Regions from separate parts of the Sus scrofa genome. Here all the other regions are linked to region 1. Evidence: chromatin contacts called from public Hi-C and promoter capture Hi-C data. All regions are on one chromosome and are shown on one strand. The core of a region is the stretch at or near the end of the contact, and the rest is flanking DNA. Distances in the headings are between cores, read along the strand shown.

Region 1 (3,212 bases), core at 182-2,681:
AACTCCATTGGGGCATATGTTTTGTGCAAAGAATTGTACCAGGTGCTTTTAAGGAAAAAAAAAAATCATATTTTGTAGATAATGCAAGAGAAGCTCAGGGAGGTGCACTAGTCTTGATTATACAGAGACCCAAACTTAGGGCGACCCTGGATCTTGCATTTTCTTAAAAATTTTTTTGGTTTTTTTTAGGGTTGCAGCCAGGCATATGGAAGCTCCCAGGAAGGTCTAACCGGAGCTGTAGCTACTGGCCTATGCCACAGCCACGCCAGAACAGGACCCCTCTGCGACCTAAACCGCAGCTCAGGGCAACTCGGGATCTTTAACCCACTGAGGAGGCCAGGGATCAAACCTGAGTCCTCATGGATGCTAGTCGGATTAATTTCCACTGAGCCGAGATGGGAACTCGGGATCTTGCATTCTTAAACTAGCTACACTATTCCTGCTTCTGCAAAAAAGATTTATTTAGGCCGTTAAGTCCTGAACTACTTGCCTCCGAATCTCAGCAATGTCTCTATCACTTGTCTACCAACGCCTGACTGATCCTGATTCTGGAAGAAAGCAGGACTTAGCTTAGGCATAGATTGTACACTGAGGATCTGAGGCTCCCAAGAGGATGCAACAACACCAGGATCGTAAAGTGATGACGCTCGGTCCCCCATGCCTTTACTTATGACCCCGACCTCCCCGCCAAGATGTGGCTGGCCAAGTGTCTCAGTCCAAGTCCCAGATTTCCCGCAAAAGACAGTGAGGCCTTCAGTCGGGTCTTTTTCTGGATCGGGCCTCAATTTCTTCATCTGTGAATGGGGGACTGGAAGATTCTGACCAACTGGGCTCTGCCCTTCAGAGGCTCCGGGCCGGGTAGTTTAGCGGGGCGCTACCCGTGAAAAAGTTTCAACACCAAAGACCCGGATGCCGAAGCAGCAACGAGGAGTTCTGTCCGACCTTTCCTCACACACACAGCTCGAGTCTGCTCGGCCTCTCGTGGAAAAAGCAGGCAGTGGGAAGGAAGTGCCACCGTACCGCTTCAGTAGCAGAGCGAACCTCTTCTAGCAACACCAGCCACCATGAGGACGCTCAAGAGCCAGCCTCTCTGACCGTTTCCGCCAACGTACTCCTGGCGACGGGCGTAAGATGGCGGCCGCGCAAGCGCATAAACTAGGAGACCAGGGAGGCTCCGCCCCTCCCTCGGCCTCACGTGGTAATGGCCGCTCAAAAACCGCAATTGAAAAAAAGAAAGGCAATGTTGTCACATGAAACAGGCCTACCAATACCGCAAAGGCAAGGAGCAAAAGTCCTTATCACATGGCCAAGGAGATCTCCGAATTTGCCACTGTCACATGATCAAGCAAAGGCGTGGAAAGAGGAGGAAAACGTCCCGACGCCACGTAACGTCTTACGGTTCTGTCACGTGACCAGGGCCCGCCTTCTTTTCTCTGTTCCTCCCTCCCTGCCTCTCCCGCTGGGCCTGCGTCGAGCGGTAACGAGGCGGCAGGGGGCGTGGCTCCGCCCGGTCACGTGGTTCCGCACCTCCCTAGCGCGCGCCCGCCCGCCAGCTCGTCCCCGGCCCCGGCTCCTCCTCCTCCTCTTCTCGCCATTGCAGTTGGACTCAGCAGCCCGGTGCGTACCGCGTGGCTTTTTGGGGAAGACCGAGGCGGGCTGTGGCCGGAGGGCGGTGGTTGCTGTCGAGGAAAGGGACCCAGACGAGGTAAGCGTCAATGTGGCGGCGGCCGGGCCCGCTCCCGCCTTTCCCCCTCCCCCCGTTCTCTCCTCAGCGCGGGCTCGGGTGAGGAGTTGCGGAGATAAGGCCTGAGGCGCCTTGTGTTCCCTGCTTTCGTTTGGTTCTCTCGCCCCAGTGCCTGGCTCCTTCCTCCTTTGCTAGCCTACCTCCCGCGCTCGGCCGTTACTCTCCCCCATTGTGCCGAGGAGACAAAATGGCGGCGGCGGCGAGGGCCCGGTGCGCGCGCATCCGCCCCCCCCTTCGCGGCCCCTCGGCCGGCGGTGGCGCCTCTCGCGGGGGTGCGCGCGCACTGGGCCCCCGGCTGCCGCCTCCCCCGGGTCGGGCTTTGTCTGTTGGGGCGCCACGCGCGCACACGCGCACGTGCGGTGAGCACACACCCCCCTCCGACTGGAAGCATCCTGCCCCGCGGAGCAGGGGCTACCCCCCCACCTCTTCTCTTTGTCCCATTCCGGTCCCGGGTTCCAGGAGAGTCCCAGGTTCTCGAGGCGGGAAACATCGCCTCCTTTGTCTTTTCGTGGAGCGGAGAGGCAGACCCCCTCCCTGGAACCCCGTCCTTAAGTGGATTGCAGAGGAGGTCTTTGTGGGTTCATGGGGTTTTTAAATCTCTGGTTAGGCTGGCCTCCCCCAGATCCGGATCCAGAATTGCTAAAAGGTTTATTTTAAGCTTTCACTTCATTTATTTTAGATGTTTCATTGATGTTGAATTTTTTCCCGATTCTCCCTCAAAATGGTGATCAGATGTGATATTTGGGTGCCCTGTGATCTTCCAGATTGAGACCCAAACATGAGCGCTTAAAATTCTTTTCTAGCTTACTTCCTCAAGTTGTTGAGTGACTGAGATTCTTGGGGTTGCTTTAGAGGTTTTGCCCTGGGCAGTTCTTCGCCTGGGGATATTATTTGGGATGTTTAAGGATCAACATGCTCTTGCCCAGTTCAGTGTCTAAACTTGGGGAGAGTAAGCCGTCTCTTCTCAATATTTCCAAAATTGATTGAAAATTGTTTGGCATCCTGCCTAGGGGACTTGACAGATCAGCAAGGAAGCATCATTACTTTTCCTGGACTCAGGTATTTCAGTGATTCTGAATCTTTTTATGATTGTTTAGCGTTCTAATGTCTCTAAAATGAGCGGTCTGGTGGCATATTTGGGGTCCATGGAAAAACACAAGGTGCCTTCTGAAGTTAGGGATCAAATCTGGACTTTAGGGATCAAATCTGGTTGGGAATCTCCATGGATTGGTTCACAGTGCTGCCCCTGTGCTTTATGTGTGGTCTCCTGGGATGTAGCTACAGCAGCCACTGACTGAGGCTGTGAATGAAGTGTGGGAATCAGAAGCTCACTCATAGCTGGGGTGGAGATGGGGGGGGTTCCAGGGCACCAACAGGTGCCATCTCTGTCCCTACTCCTGGGGTCTTTACCTGTGAGCTGTCTCTTGGCCATGTGGACAGTCTTGGTTCCTTGGAGTCTCTGCAGACC
Region 2 (3,212 bases), core at 272-2,771, 49 kb before region 1:
CAGCTGCTGACCTATGCCACAGCCATGGCAACACTAAGTCCAAGCCCATTCAGTGACCTACAGTGAAGCTTTTGGTAACGCTGGATCCTTAACCCACTGAGCCAGGCCAGGGCTCTAACCCATATCCTCATGGATACTAGTTGGATTTGTTTCTGCTGCACCGCAATGGGAACTCCCTGGTTTTATTTTTCTTAGTAAATAAAATACCTAGGAGTAGAATGTCTGGATCATATGGTAGGTGCCCGATTAGAAACTATTGGAGTTCCTTTTTGGCATAGCAAGTTAAGGATCTGGCATTGTCACTGCAGTGGCCCAGGTCACTGCTGTGGTGCAGGTTCCATTTCTGGCCTGGGAACTTCCGCATGCTGCACATGTGCCCCCTGCCCCCCCAAAAAACTACCAGATCTTCTTCCAGGTGGTTGTGCCATTTTACATTCCCACCAACTGACCCATTCTGACCCATTCCCATTCTGAGCCACAGCATCAGCTCACCGTGCTTGAGGTTACCAAACTCTAAAATTCTTGCCAATGTGATGAATGAAAAATGGTATCTTTTTTTCTGTTCACTGGCATACAGTCAGTGCTCAGAGACCCTATTTGCTGCAGATCCTCACCAACACTTGGTACCATTAGTCTTTTGAGTTTTAGTTATTCCAGTGGGTGTGTAGTGGTGAACCATCAAGTTTTATTTTGCATTTCCCTGATGACTTCATTCTTTTTATTAGTTGTATGGTGTTCTCTCCTGTGACCATATCACTGTGTCGTATGCACCCCTCAGTTGGTGGACGTATGCCTTCTCCCCCATTTTTTTTTAGGGCTACACCTGTGGCATTATTATTATTATTTTAGGGCCACAGCTGAGGTATGTGGAAGTTCCCAGGCTAGGGGTTGAATTGGAGCTGTAGCTGCCAGACTACACCGCAGCTCCAGCAACACAGGATCAGAGTCCCATCTGCGACCTATACTGCAGCTCAGGGCAACGCGGGGTCCTTAACCCGGGAACCTGCATCTTCATGGATACTAGTCAGTTTAGTAACCATTGAGCCACAACGGAAACCCCTACCCCATTTTTCACAAGAAGTATCCAAGCTGCAGGTAACAATTTGTCACATACTCCCCAGGCACACAGGCCTGCGATGGCTTCTCCTGGGCCAATGGCAGAGAGGACTCGCTCAGAGAAGACACACTTTGGATTTCATCTTTCTGCCAGAAAACACTCTGACCCACAGCATCAGCTCACCGCGCTTGATATTACCAAACTCTAAAATTCTTGCCAATGTGATGAATGAAAAATGGTATCTTTTTTTCTGTTCACTGGCACACAGTCAGTGCTCAGTATCTGCTTGGCGAATGAAGGGATGGATAGATGATTGAAAGCATGCTGACTGCTCCTAGCCCACTAAACAAACCAAGAGGGTCTCTCAGGAGCTCAGTCGGGAAACAAAGGTTGGGGCCCCACCCCCTTCCCAAGACAGGCCCCGCCCCCGGATCCCGCCCCTCCCGCTCGGGGCTCCCATTGGAGGGGGTGCGAGGGGCTGAGCGGGTGGGAGGGGTGGGGCCGGCTGGGGCGGGGCGCTGCAGCCCGCGGAGCCTCCCGCCCGCCCGGGCTGGGGTCGCACTGGCTAGGACTCCCCTCCCCGCCCGCTGCGGCCATGGTGGACGAGCGGAAGGACGGAGCCTACGGTAGGAGCTGCCTCTGGCCCGCTGCCGTCTCTGCTGAGTTGGGAGGGCCGTGGGAGTGGGGGGTGGACATCTGAGATCTTAAACACCCACGCTGCAGCTGGGGGCCCCAACCTGCTTCCTGGCCTTGCACCTTGCTCTGCGCCGAACCCTCTTGCTCCCGCCTGATCGCCCCGCGTCCCCTCTCAGGAACCCCTGCTCCCCCTCGAGCTGATGGGCTGGGACACACGGCGCATGCTCCGCCCGGGGAGGTCCCGTTATCTGGGTGGCTCAGATGCTAAGCGGGGGAGGGGAGGCACGGCGACCGAGGCTCGGAAAAGAACCAGGGCCCCCATCTCCCCAAATCCTCCTCTTCTTCCAGTTTCTTTTGTCCACTAATTTCTTTTCTTTTCTGCGCACACCCCATAAAAGTAGTCGTCCAGGGCTTCCAGCTAGATGGGGAAACTGAGGCAAGACTCCGCGGAAGGCTGGGTGGGAGCCCGTCTGGTCTCACCCGCCGCCTGGGAAGGGCAGAAACAACCGCGCCGCCGGCTAAGGGGCAGGAAGGAAGCAGGAAACAATTGAGAAACTTTCCCCTCCCAGTGTAAGGGGCCTGGGCTGCTCAATCTTGTTTTGAGGGGTCCGAAGAGAAGAACCCCCTCCTGCGAACCCCTTAGGGTGGCCTTGGCATCTGGGCCAAGTGGGTGGGGCAAAGATGAGGCTTCCTCCCCACTCAAGCCAGAGAGTGCTTCCTCCCCCCCCCCCCCCCCCCCCCCCGGCTTCCCACGGTGGGGGGAGAGGAGTGGTCCTCGGTTTCTCCTTTCTCTTCTCCGTTTTGGGTCCCCAGGGCTGAGCTGGGTACATGCCCCCACGTGGCATGGCCCTGGGAGGAAGGTGCCCTGCCACCTCTTGTTATGTGACTGAAACTTCCTGGAAACTGTGAAACCGAAGGGCCTTGGGGAAGGGGCCGGAAATAGCTCAAAAATAATCAAGAAAAACAAGCTATGCCTCCCTCCCCTCAGGGACTGTGGCCTCCAGAGGCTGCAGAGAGACAGATAGGGAGACAGGGCTCTTCCTGCCCAGCCCGGACCTGGCAGTAGCCCAGCCTCTTCTCTCTCTGGTGGAAGCTGCCAGCCCAAACCTCCTGAAGGGCCTTCTCGGCTCTTGGTTTTGGCCCAAACCCCAGACCTTGTGGCTGCCCTGCTGCCAGAGCCCCTTGGGTGTGGCTGGCAGTCTCTGATCTGGAATTCTCCGCCTGGGGTCCTGCCTGCCTCTGGGCAGCACCTGAGAGATCTTTAGTCTCCCTGAGGCAAGCATGGGGGGCAGAGTGGACAATGGTGTGATTCACTCAGCCATGAGTTTGGCCAAAGGGAGCCAGCCATGGTCCTGCCAGGACCACAGTGGAGACAGAGGACCTGTGTGCCCAACAGACATGCTAGGCCATTCCAACAAATATGTATTAAACATCCTTCAGGCAGGCAGTATCTAGACACAGGAAACACAGCAGTGAACAAAGTGGAAAAATTCTTAAATAAAGAGGTAATTTTTAGCTT
Region 3 (3,212 bases), core at 522-3,021, 37 kb after region 1:
TGCTGTGTAGGTCGCAGATGCAGGGTGGCCATGGCTGTGGCATAGGCTGGCAGCTGCAGCTTGGATTGGACCCTTAGTCTTGGAATTTCTATATGCCACGGGTGCGGTCCAAAAAAAAAAAAAAAAAAAAAAAAGTCCTCATCACAAACCAAAGGGCTTGGAGGATCTCACACTGTGACCTCCCCTACCCTTATGTTCCAGTCCTTCCAGCTACACTGGCCTCCTTGCTGCACTGCAAAGGATCCAGACACATTTCCACTGTGTTTTTGTTCACTGTTTCCACTGCCTGAAGTGCCCTCTCCCATATTTCCTTTGGCTCCTCCTTCATCTCACTCAGGCCTTAACTCAAATCTCACCTTCTCAGTGAAACGAGTCTTGAAACTCTTTAAAATAGTCACTTTCCTGAGTTTCTGTCGTGGCTCAGCGGTAACGAACCCGATTAGTACCCGTGAGGACAAGGGTTTGATCCCTGGCCTCGCTCAATAGGTTAAGGTGAGTTAAGGATCCAGCATTGCCGTGAGCTGCAGTGCAGGTTGTAGACTGGGTGGGATCCTGTGTTGCTGTGGCTGTGGTGTAGGCCGGCACCTGCAGCTCCTACTCGACTCCTAGCCTGGGAATTTTCATATCTTCTGGGCATAGCCCTAAAAAGACAATAAATAAATAAATCAAAGATGAATGTTGCTGCAAAGGCCCCGAATTGGGCGTCATTGGTGGGTGTTTTCCAGACACGGCCTCAGTGAGGACTTCACCAGCCTGGGAAACAGCATTAGCCCAAGCTCTTGGGTCAGTTTCGCTGACCTGAGAGGAAGGCTTCTGGGGCAGATGTGCCCTCTGCTGGCCATAACATATATCAGCTCCATTTCCAATCAGTATTATTAAAATATACATCGTATATTGCTATTATTAGTAGCAGCACACAGCTAGTGCTTAATAAATCCGTGACCCACCCTCTCTCACCCTCTGTGGCATGGAGGCTGGCCCTAGTGGGGATGTATATGTAAGTATTTTTTGAATGAATGACCTAATAAATATAAAAAGGTTCTGGACTTTAGTCTCTCCCTCTGAAAATCTGTGATTTCTTCTTGCACCGAAGAAACTAATAATTATTGAGTGCATACTATGCACTAGGTCCTATTCCAAGCACTTGGAGCAACGCAACGATCAAGATAGACAAGAGATTGTGTCAGGCACCGTGTAAAAATCTATACACATCCATTCTGTCTCTCAATATTCACAATGTCCTAACGTCTAGATACTATTATTCACCCCATTTGATGGAAGATAAAATTATTATTATTATTATTATTATTTTGTCTTTGCTATTTCTTTGGGCCGCTCCCGCGGCATATGGAGGTTCCCAGGCTAGGAGTCGAATCGGAGCTGGAGCCACCGGCCTACGCCAGAGCCACAGCAACGCGGAATCCGAGCCGCGTCTGCAACCTACACCACAGCTCACGGAAATGCTCGATCGTTAACCCACTGAGCAAGGGCAGGGACCGAACCCGCAACCTCATGGTTCCTAGTCGGATTCGTTAACCACTGCTCCACGACGGGAACTCCCAAAATTATTACTTAGTGAGGCTTTGATTGCGAGGAAGTGGCGGGACTAGGCCTCCACACCAAGACAATACTTCGCGGCAGTGCGCTCCTCGTGGGAACGATCCAGGAGTAGCGAAAAGAAAGGCGAGCCGTTTCCATGGTTCATCTGACGCTCTCCCTGGGCCTGTGCTTGCGTCGTGCGCCACGTGACTTCAGCCAACATGGCGCCGCCCAGGGTGTTCCAGTGCCCACGTGGTTCCGGTAGGCAAGATGGCGGCAGCCGCTAGCCAGACTTCTTTGGATTCCGCCCCGCGCATCCTGCGATTGGTGGCCGAGTGTAGCCGTTCCAGGGCCCGAGCAGGGGAGCTGCGGCTGCCACACGGGCCAGTGGCTACTCCAGTGTTCATGCCAGTGGGCACGCAAGCCACCATGAAGGGCATCACCGCTGAGCAACTGGATGCGCTGGGCTGCCGCATCTGCCTGGGCAACACCTACCATCTGGGTCTGAGGCCGGTGGGTGGGCTCTTTCCCAGCGGGGCGGCGGAGCTTGGGGGGCCCAGGAGATGCCCTTGGGGCACGCCTCACAAAGTCTGTAGACAAATGAGTATCGAGCGTCTCAGATGGCCCAGGCCTTGTGCTGGGCGTAAGGAAACAGCGAGGATGGAAGCTGGCAAACTGTATCGCAGCCAAACTTGGACCCCCCGCCCCGGGTTGAGTTCACCCCTAACCTGATCCTTTCTTCCTCTAACCCAGGGCCCTGATCTGATCCAGAAAGCCCACGGTCTCCACGGCTTTATGAATTGGCCTCACAATCTGCTGACGGTAAGATGGGTTCGAGGATGTGATCCGAGAGTACTCCTTTTGGGTGGATAGTCCCAATCCCTTTCCTGACAGCCTTGCGATGGGGTTTCCCTCAGGACAGCGGCGGCTTCCAGATGGTGTCCCTGGTGTCCCTGTCCGAAGTGACGGAGGAGGGCGTCCGCTTCCGCTCCCCTTACGACGGTGATGAAACCCTTCTGAGCCCGGAGAGGTCCGTGGAGATCCAGAACGCACTGGGTGAGCGGATCCCGGGGAGCCGCCCCTTCCCCTGACTTTTGGAAGTCGAGGTGAGACAGGCCTCCCCCTCTCCTGCTTGACTTTGAGCCAGTCACTCCCCATCCCTGAGCCTCAGTTGAGCCAGTCCAAATGGGGATAGTTACTAAAAATAATGATGTCAGTAAATCTCTTATCACAGTTCTGACACACATGGTAGCTTTTAGTGTTATCTTTATTGCTATTGTTTTTTAAATAGTAAATTAGCTGGCAAAGATATTTTGAAATAATGGGGGCAACATGAGGGTACTGGGGAGGCTTTAGACCCCTCCCATCTCCATTACTATCCCCTATTCCTTGATAAGGTCAGCTAACATTTTTCAGTTTCATAAAGTGCCTTGGAAACAGGTTCAAACCTTCACATCTTCTAAGCAGATTGGTGTTTTCAGACCCCTGAATATAGATATTCTGTGGCTCCTGAATACAGATATTCTGAGCCTGGGTGCTGATGTCATACTATCCATGGAACTTACAGCCCAAAAGGGAGACAAGCATTGGTGAAAACAGCATAATTAGAAAGGCAAAACAAAACAACAAAACCCAAAACAAAACAGTGCAGGTAAAGTTCATTGATATTTCCA

Evidence for each region. Promoter capture Hi-C pulls out the DNA fragments that hold promoters and counts their contacts. A called contact is a pair of places that touch in the nucleus more often than the background predicts.
Region 2: a Hi-C map of retroperitoneal adipose tissue shows a contact between it and region 1, with 1.7 times the contacts expected there. The contact joins the promoter of SLC44A2 here to the promoter of ILF3 in region 1. A contact is called at or near these places in 6 of 47 Hi-C or Micro-C datasets (blood, heart right ventricle, liver and 3 more) and 2 of 2 datasets of contacts at active chromatin or transcription factors (alveolar macrophages and skeletal muscle).
Region 3: a promoter capture Hi-C map of liver shows a contact between it and region 1, with 5 times the contacts expected there. The contact joins the promoter of QTRT1 here to the promoter of ILF3 in region 1. A contact is called at or near these places in 1 of 5 promoter capture datasets (liver), 16 of 47 Hi-C or Micro-C datasets (alveolar macrophages, blood, brain and 9 more) and 1 of 2 datasets of contacts at active chromatin or transcription factors (alveolar macrophages).

What each region holds. Positions count from the first base shown.
Region 1 is chr2:69,412,444-69,415,655 of Sscrofa11.1, forward strand. It overlaps ILF3 (interleukin enhancer-binding factor 3), which reads left to right and starts at 1,432. Exons shown (of 20, transcript XM_021083797.1): 1 at 1,432-1,705.
Region 2 is chr2:69,363,425-69,366,636 of Sscrofa11.1, forward strand. SLC44A2 (choline transporter-like protein 2) reads left to right here and starts at 1,522. Exons shown (of 22, transcript XM_021083792.1): 1 at 1,522-1,683. The coding sequence starts at 1,653.
Region 3 is chr2:69,449,021-69,452,232 of Sscrofa11.1, forward strand. It overlaps QTRT1 (queuine tRNA-ribosyltransferase catalytic subunit 1), which reads left to right and starts at 1,772. Exons shown (of 10, transcript XM_003123209.4): 1 at 1,772-2,052; 2 at 2,293-2,361; 3 at 2,457-2,595. The coding sequence starts at 1,810.